2 separate regions of the Mus musculus genome follow, and region 2 is linked to region 1. The links are chromatin contacts, called in public Hi-C maps. All regions are on one chromosome and are shown on one strand. The core of a region is the stretch at or near the end of the contact, and the rest is flanking DNA. Distances in the headings are between cores, read along the strand shown. Region 1 overlaps Cdh22 (cadherin 22). Region 2 has its middle 20 kb from the start of Slc35c2.

Evidence for each region. A called contact is a pair of places that touch in the nucleus more often than the background predicts.
Region 2: a Hi-C map of cortical neurons shows a contact between it and region 1, with 1.9 times the contacts expected there. The contact joins two enhancer-like sites. A contact is called at or near these places in 1 of 39 promoter capture datasets (3T3-L1-derived adipocytes), 1 of 15 datasets of contacts at CTCF or cohesin (the NIH/3T3 cell line), 2 of 484 Hi-C or Micro-C datasets (the N1E-115 cell line and cortical neurons), 2 of 115 datasets of contacts at active chromatin or transcription factors (embryonic hindbrain and embryonic stem cells) and 2 of 9 other capture datasets (adipose tissue and pancreatic islet).

What each region holds. Positions count from the first base shown.
Region 1 is chr2:165,200,440-165,203,822 of GRCm38.p6, forward strand. The region is part of intron 1 of Cdh22 (cadherin 22); the gene reads right to left. Among named protein-coding and RNA genes, the nearest start is that of Gm36803, 7.3 kb to the right of the region's middle. Within about 2 kb of position 1,447, at least 78 of the 459 cell types and tissues checked have an H3K27ac peak or open chromatin away from gene starts, as enhancers often do. A contact at or near this core is called in cortical neurons, where this site is marked.
Region 2 is chr2:165,265,725-165,269,018 of GRCm38.p6, forward strand. No RefSeq gene overlaps it. Among named protein-coding and RNA genes, the nearest start is that of Slc35c2, 20 kb to the right of the region's middle. Within about 2 kb of position 1,252, at least 15 of the 459 cell types and tissues checked have an H3K27ac peak or open chromatin away from gene starts, as enhancers often do. A contact at or near this core is called in cortical neurons, where this site is marked.

The sequences.
Region 1 (3,383 bases), core at 197-2,696:
GGGGAACTGAGGCACAGCAGTGCTGTAACAGTCCAGGAGAAGCATGTCATCTGTCTTCCCTGTGGTCTGTGCATCCAGAGAGGCAAGGGTGTCGCGTTCTGTCATGCCGTGCCCCCCCTGCTCAGCTCCTGCATTGTTCTCTTGACATGTCTGGCTTTCTCCAGCTATGTGTTGACTGTTGTCTTTTAGTTTTTATCTTAGGAGAGAACTTGAAGCCCCGGAAGAGTGGAATTTCTCTTCTTTAAAAAGCACTTGCACTTGGCTGTGCATTCGATTTTAAAATTTGAAGCCCTGGGTTCCCTGGATGGCTGAGTGGCCCTGTGAGTCCCATCTGGTCCCTTCTGTTTCATCTGTACCTCAGGGGCCCTTGAGAATCCCAGTGGGTCTGGGGAGGGTCTGCATTTTGACTCCTTCCTCTTTCAGACAACGAACTTGGACTTCCATTCCCCTTACACTGTGAGATCATTAAAAACCGAATTCACTTTTTCTGGGATCAGCCAATGTCCTGAGGGCAAACGCTGCCTCTCTGCTCTCTAACGGCCCCCGGCTTTCTGTTTTCCCTCCAGTTTTGACCTAATAATTCCTGGTAATTCCTTACAAAGGGCTTGCTTGTCAGCTCTTTGATGCTTTAATAAGATGATTTTTGTATTTTATCCAACACTCTTAGCTCCTTAAAGCTGAAGGGTTTGTCCCCAAACCTCAGTGCCTTGTTTCTAAACACAGAGATGGCTAATCTCTAAGGCTTGGGCACAACATGTGGCATATTTTAATGACTTCATAAATAGTTGTTGTGCTAGAGCAGTAGCTCAGATAGTAGAGTGCTTGCCTAGCAGGTCAGAGCCCTGGGTTTGATCCTTAGCACTGTATAAAATAGACATGAGGTGCATACCTGTGGTCCCAGCAACACCCTGGAGGTAGAGGCAGGGGATCAAGAGATCAAGGGCATCTTCAGCCACTTGCTGAGTTCAAGGCCAGCCTGGGGTATATGAGACCCTGTCTCAAAAACAAAATCGAAGGACCTTTACAGGTTCACAAGTTTGAACATTTGGTCCCCAGCTGGTAGGACTTTAGAACAGCTCTGTTGCCTCAAGGGAGGTGTAACCTGGAGGAAATTGGCCTCTGCGGGAGTGGAGAAGGGGTAGACCTCGAGGGTTATAGCTCAGCCTGAACTAAATGAGACCCTAAAATAAACAAAATAACTATTTGTTGATTGAAAGAAGGACCTGAAGCCAGATCTGCAACGTCCCGGCTCTTTAAAGGCATTTGCATCTCGCTCAGATGAGGTTCCAAAAGAAATGGTGAGCACTGAGAGGCAGGGCTGTGAGCTGTGAGCTGTGAGTGAGGGAAGGGCCGCCGCCAGGCAGTGGTACCAGGAAGGACTGGTAAGCACACAGATGGATCGGCAGCTCAGCAGATGAGCCATTCACCAGGCTGAAAGGGAGTCTCACAGGAAGTGGACCACGTCAGCCAGAGCCTGCACGGAGGCTAGTTATGTGGGAGGGATGTAGAAGCTATGAGTGAGCAGAAAAGCAGGGACCATCCAGGAAAAGGCTCCTGGGGGGCTCCGTGAATGCAGAAGCCCAGCCCAGGCAGGACAGCTCCCAGCGCCGCCGGCAGGAGGGAGGAGGAAGCAGCCTGTTGGAATGCAGGCACGGTAATTGCTACAGAGGAGCGTTCCCTTCCGTTTGAAAAGCTTTCTGCTCTGCGTTTTCTTTGGTCCCAGTTTCAAAGGAATTTTAATTGCAAAGAAAATTTTGTCATCTCCCTGGGGGGAGAGGGCTCCACAGCTTCGAAAAGTCCGTGCCTGATGCGGGTGCTTCTCCAAACTAGCGGTTTTCACGGTTTTCACGCTTTGGCTGCGAGGAAACTGGCTGGGGATTGGTCCTAGTGGAGGGAGGGGATGAGGCGGGCCTCCCTGCTCCTTTCCAAGGCTGGAAAACCGAGTTTGCATCCTGGGGTGACCTGGACCAGGGCCTCCACGAGGCCTTTAGTGCCAGTCTAAGCATGGGCCTGAGGTACCTGTGCCAGGCTCACTTTGTCCTCAGTTTGGCATGTTTGTTTAAATACGCTAAGAAGCCTAAGGAGGATGGCCCCTCCTCCATCCACTCATTGTAGAGCAAGCTCCGCAGGGTGGCCCATTCGAAAGCAGTCTGATACAGTTCAACATGAAGTTAGCGCACCATCCAGTCATCCCACTCCAGAGAATCTATGGCAGAGACAAAGGGACAAAGGTCCACACAGAGACAGGGCAGCACAGTTCAGCCAAAGAGCAGAAGCACACCCACGCCTCTGTAGTGATGTCAAATGAGAGTGTGTATGTGTGTAGTGTGTGTGTTATGTGTGTGTGTTATGTGTGTGTGTGTATGTGTGTGTATATGTGTGTTGTGTGTGTATGTGTTTGTATGTGTGTGTATGTGTGTGTATATGTTATATGTGTGCATATGTGTGTGTGTATGTATGTGTGTTATGTGTGTATGTGTGTGTATGTGTTGTGTGTGTGTTTGTATGTGTGTGTATATATGTTATGTGTGTGTATGTGTGTGTATGTGTCTGTGTGTGTGTTATATGTGTGTATGTGTGTATATGTGTGTGTGTATGTGTGTGTATGTGTCTATGTGTGTATGTGTGTGTATGTGTATATGTCTTATGTGTGTGTATGTATGTGTGTGTGTATGTGTGTGTATGTGTTGTGTGTGTATGTGTTTGTATGTGTGTGTATATGTGTGTTGTGTGTGTATGTGTGTGTATATGTGTTATGTGTGTATGTGTGTGTGTATGTGTGTATATGTGTTATGTGTGTGTATGTGTTTGTGTTATGTGTGTGTGGCATGTGTGTGTATGTGTGTGTTATGTGTGTATATGTGTATGTGTTATGTGTATACATGTGTGTATGTGTAATGTGGTCTGTACCCACGAAGGGGCTCTCTGAGAGCCAACATCTCTGATGCTCGGCTCCCTGAAGAACGAAAAGCTGTGCTAATCGTAAGCCTCCCTCTCTGAATGTCCAGATCGGCATCTCCACAGAGACAGGAGGCAGATTGGTGTGCTCGGGACTGGTAATGGGGGTGGGCTGATGTGACAGGCAGGAAGGGGTACAAGAGACATCCTGATGGATGGTGGTGTAGGTGCCGCAGAGTAATTTACTGGACATCATTACGTGTGCACTTACAAAGGATGAATTTTATAGTATGTAAATTATACTCAGTAAAGCTGTCAGGGGAAAATGGCCCTGCCTTTCTCAGGACTAAAGACAGAATGTCTACAAGGCCCTACATGATCTGCCCTTTGACCTTTGTGATCACAGCCCCACCCCTTCTCTCCTCTCCTGCCAGCTTGCCAACCTTGTTCCCATCTGAGAACCTTGGCCTTGTCCATCCTTCTGG
Region 2 (3,294 bases), core at 2-2,501, 65 kb after region 1:
CACCCACCCATCCACCCATTCATCCTTCTATTCACCCACCCATACATACATACATCCTCCCACCCATCCACCCACCACCCATCCATCTACCCACTCTTCCATCCATCCATCCATCCATCCACCCACCCACCCACCCACCCATCCACCCATCCATCCTTCTATCCACCCACCTACCCACCCACATATTCACCCATGTACTCATACATCTACCTAACCTCCCACTCCTCCGCCACCCTTCTATGCCTCCACTCTCCCAGCCGCTCTCACTCTTTTATATGTCACTGTGTGCTACACCCGTGCTAGATACCAAGGCCTGAGATATGAGTAACATCTTATTTGATGCTCACTTGTGTATGACAGGCATTTCTGGAAGAAGGGAACGATGTGTCTCCCCATGCAGACCAAGTGGGTGCCGTGAGACACGTATCCTCGGTCCCTTGAAGCTTCTGAGTCCTGTATCATGTGTATGTACTCACAAGCTAAACATTTTTAATTAAAAATATATGTACATCTTGTTTGGGTTTTCAGCATTTGCTTTGCTCCTGAAAGGGTTTCGGGCTTATGAGAGCACACAGAGATGAATAGACGTGGTCCTGCTGCCAGGGAGCTGACAGTCTCATGGGGAAGAGGGAAGCGCGAGCAAGCCCAACACGGTGTTGTAGGAGGGGCAGAGGAATGTGGATGCCAGGCTGCTGGACAGTTTCTCAAATGATCTCAATGACTGCTCTGGGCTACTGCCCACAAATAATGGCCAGATATGGTCACCCTCATCTAGCCTCTGGGTTGAGAATCAAGACGCCTGCCTCTCGAATGCAGTGTGGATCTCTCCTTTGAGTGTTTGAGCCTTTGTGTGTTGCCATCTCCCAAGTCACTGTCATTGTGATCAAATGCCCAGGTCACAGAGTGGCTGGAAAAGAAGCCAGTGGCTGGGGCATCCCAGCATGCAATCCCTGTCTTTACAGGTGAGCCCCGCTGGCCCTAAACCAATGCCCAGGAGACAGCAGGGAAGTCGCCTTCCACAGCCTCGGGCTGGAGTGGGGATGGGGCTGAGGGCAGCGGGAGCTGCCTGCATGCCTGTGCTGAAGAGGAGAACCTGGGCTGTTTGGAGAATACGGTCTTTTCAGAGCAGACCTTTGAAATCGAGCAAGAATAACTTTAAACAATAAGATGCTTCTCTCTCCCCCTCGGCTGTTGCCCAGGCAACGCCAGAGTGCTCAACAACTGTTTAGTTTTTTAAGAAACCAAATCTCCCTCTCTTTGGTCAGCAACCGCCAGGAAGATGAAGAGGCGGCGGAGGCACCCCTCACGGCCCATTGTGTGGGAACCCGGGTCAGCTGCCTGCAGCAGTGACATTTAAATCTGACGTTACATATTATGTATGAACCCCAAGCTGCTCTCCTCTGAGGCTTGTGCTCCCAAACCGGGAAGGCTCTAAACCTGTGAGTGAGGCACTCTGGCAGTTGCGGGGTCATTTCCAGAGGCTGACCTCCACTTGCTAAAGCGGTTGGGAACTGGTGTGGGTATGGGGCAGCCATCCGTCCCCATCCCTCTGCATGGTCTGGCCCTAGGAGAGTCCCCATTAGGCCAGGGGCCACCTTGGGAGTGTTGAAGCCCAGAAGCCCAGACTTTCAGGAACCTCTGCCAAAAAGGTGGGGGAGGGAGGCCTTGCTGATCCTCATGCCATACAAAGAAACCAGTGGCAGGGAGTTCTAACAGAAAGGCTCATGTCAGGCCTTACATCCAGAACCCTATGCCTGTCCTTCCACGGAGAAAGGTGTCACAGTGTGCCCATCTTCCAGCTGTAAACACTGAAGCAATTGACAATTGCTGAGGCAGGAGACGCAGAGCTTGCGCTAGCCTAACCAGATGGTGGGGCCAATACATGTCTCACCCACAGTCCTTAGGGGGGTTTTGTGACCAGTGGCAGATGTTTGCTAAAATTTGGGCAGTGTGACCTGCTAGGGGGACCAGCTCCCCACTTTGCCTTCATCACAGGAAAACAGTAAGGTTGGTAACTTGTCCTGGTTCCACGTTCCGGGGCGGGTTGAAGGACACACATACATTTTGCATATCTATGATATGGAGACATACTCCGCAGATCATGGTGAGGTAGTCAATAGTTATAGTGGCTGTTGAAAGGTGGATGTGATGGCTCAGGCCTGTAATTCTAGTACTAAGGCTGAGACAGGAGGGTTGCTATGAGTTCAGGACTAGCCTGGGTTACAGAATAAAACCTGGGCTCAGACAAACAAACAACCCCCCCCCAAACTAAAACAGGACTGGGAGATACTTTAGTTGGTAAAGAAGTTTTAGTGGAGCCGGGCGTGGTGGCGCATGCCTTTAATCCCAGCACTTGGGAGGCAGAGGCAGGCAGATTTCTGAGTTCGAGGCCAGCCTGGTCTACAAAGTGAGTTCCAGGACAGCCAAGGCTATACAGAGAAACCCTGTCTCAAAAAACCAAAAAAAAAAAAAGAAGTTTTAGTGGGAGCAAGGGAAACCGAGTTCAACAATCTCACCTACATTGTTGTTGGTGGTTTTTTGTTTTTTTTTTAAAAACTGTTTATTGATTCTTTGTTTCACATCATATACCCAATACCACTCATCTCCCTCCCCCTTCATATCTGCCCTTTGCTCTTGTAACCTTCCCCCCCAATAAAACACATATGTGTGTGCACGTGCATGCATGCACACATAAAAAAAAACAAAGCAGAGAAAAACATCTCCTCGTGGAAGCTGTCGTGTTTACAGTGTGTCCCACAGTCTACCCCCCTGTCCACACATCTTTACGTGCAAAATGTTCATTGCACTGAGTCATTGGTCTGGTTCAAGACCTCTGGCTTTTGTGACAGCATCAAAAGTGCATTTTCAATGGGACTCCTCCGGGTTATCCTGTTACTGCAATGTCATGGAGGTCCTGCAGCTTTGCCTCGATAGGATCAGCCCTCTCACCTGTTCCAATCATCCACAGATGATAGACATTTCGGGATGGGTGAACTCAGAGTCCTGGATCTGGGCCTAGGTGGGAGCTGAGTTGGTCAGCGTGCAGGCTCACCCTTACCTGCACTACCAGAGCAAGCTCTCCTGCACTGCTCCGGCTAGGCCACCCGATGCTGCTGCTGGCAGGAGGCAGGCTCAGTTCTCCTGCTCTCTTGTCCGCAGGGCCAGCTTATCCACACCTTCAGGCCCAGCTCCACTGTGCTGCCTAGGTGAGGCACAAGGCCTGCTCTCCTGAGTGCTGCAAGCTCTCCAGAGTGCCCCAACCTGTGAGGGGCGGGGCCAGTTCTGCACAGCCCT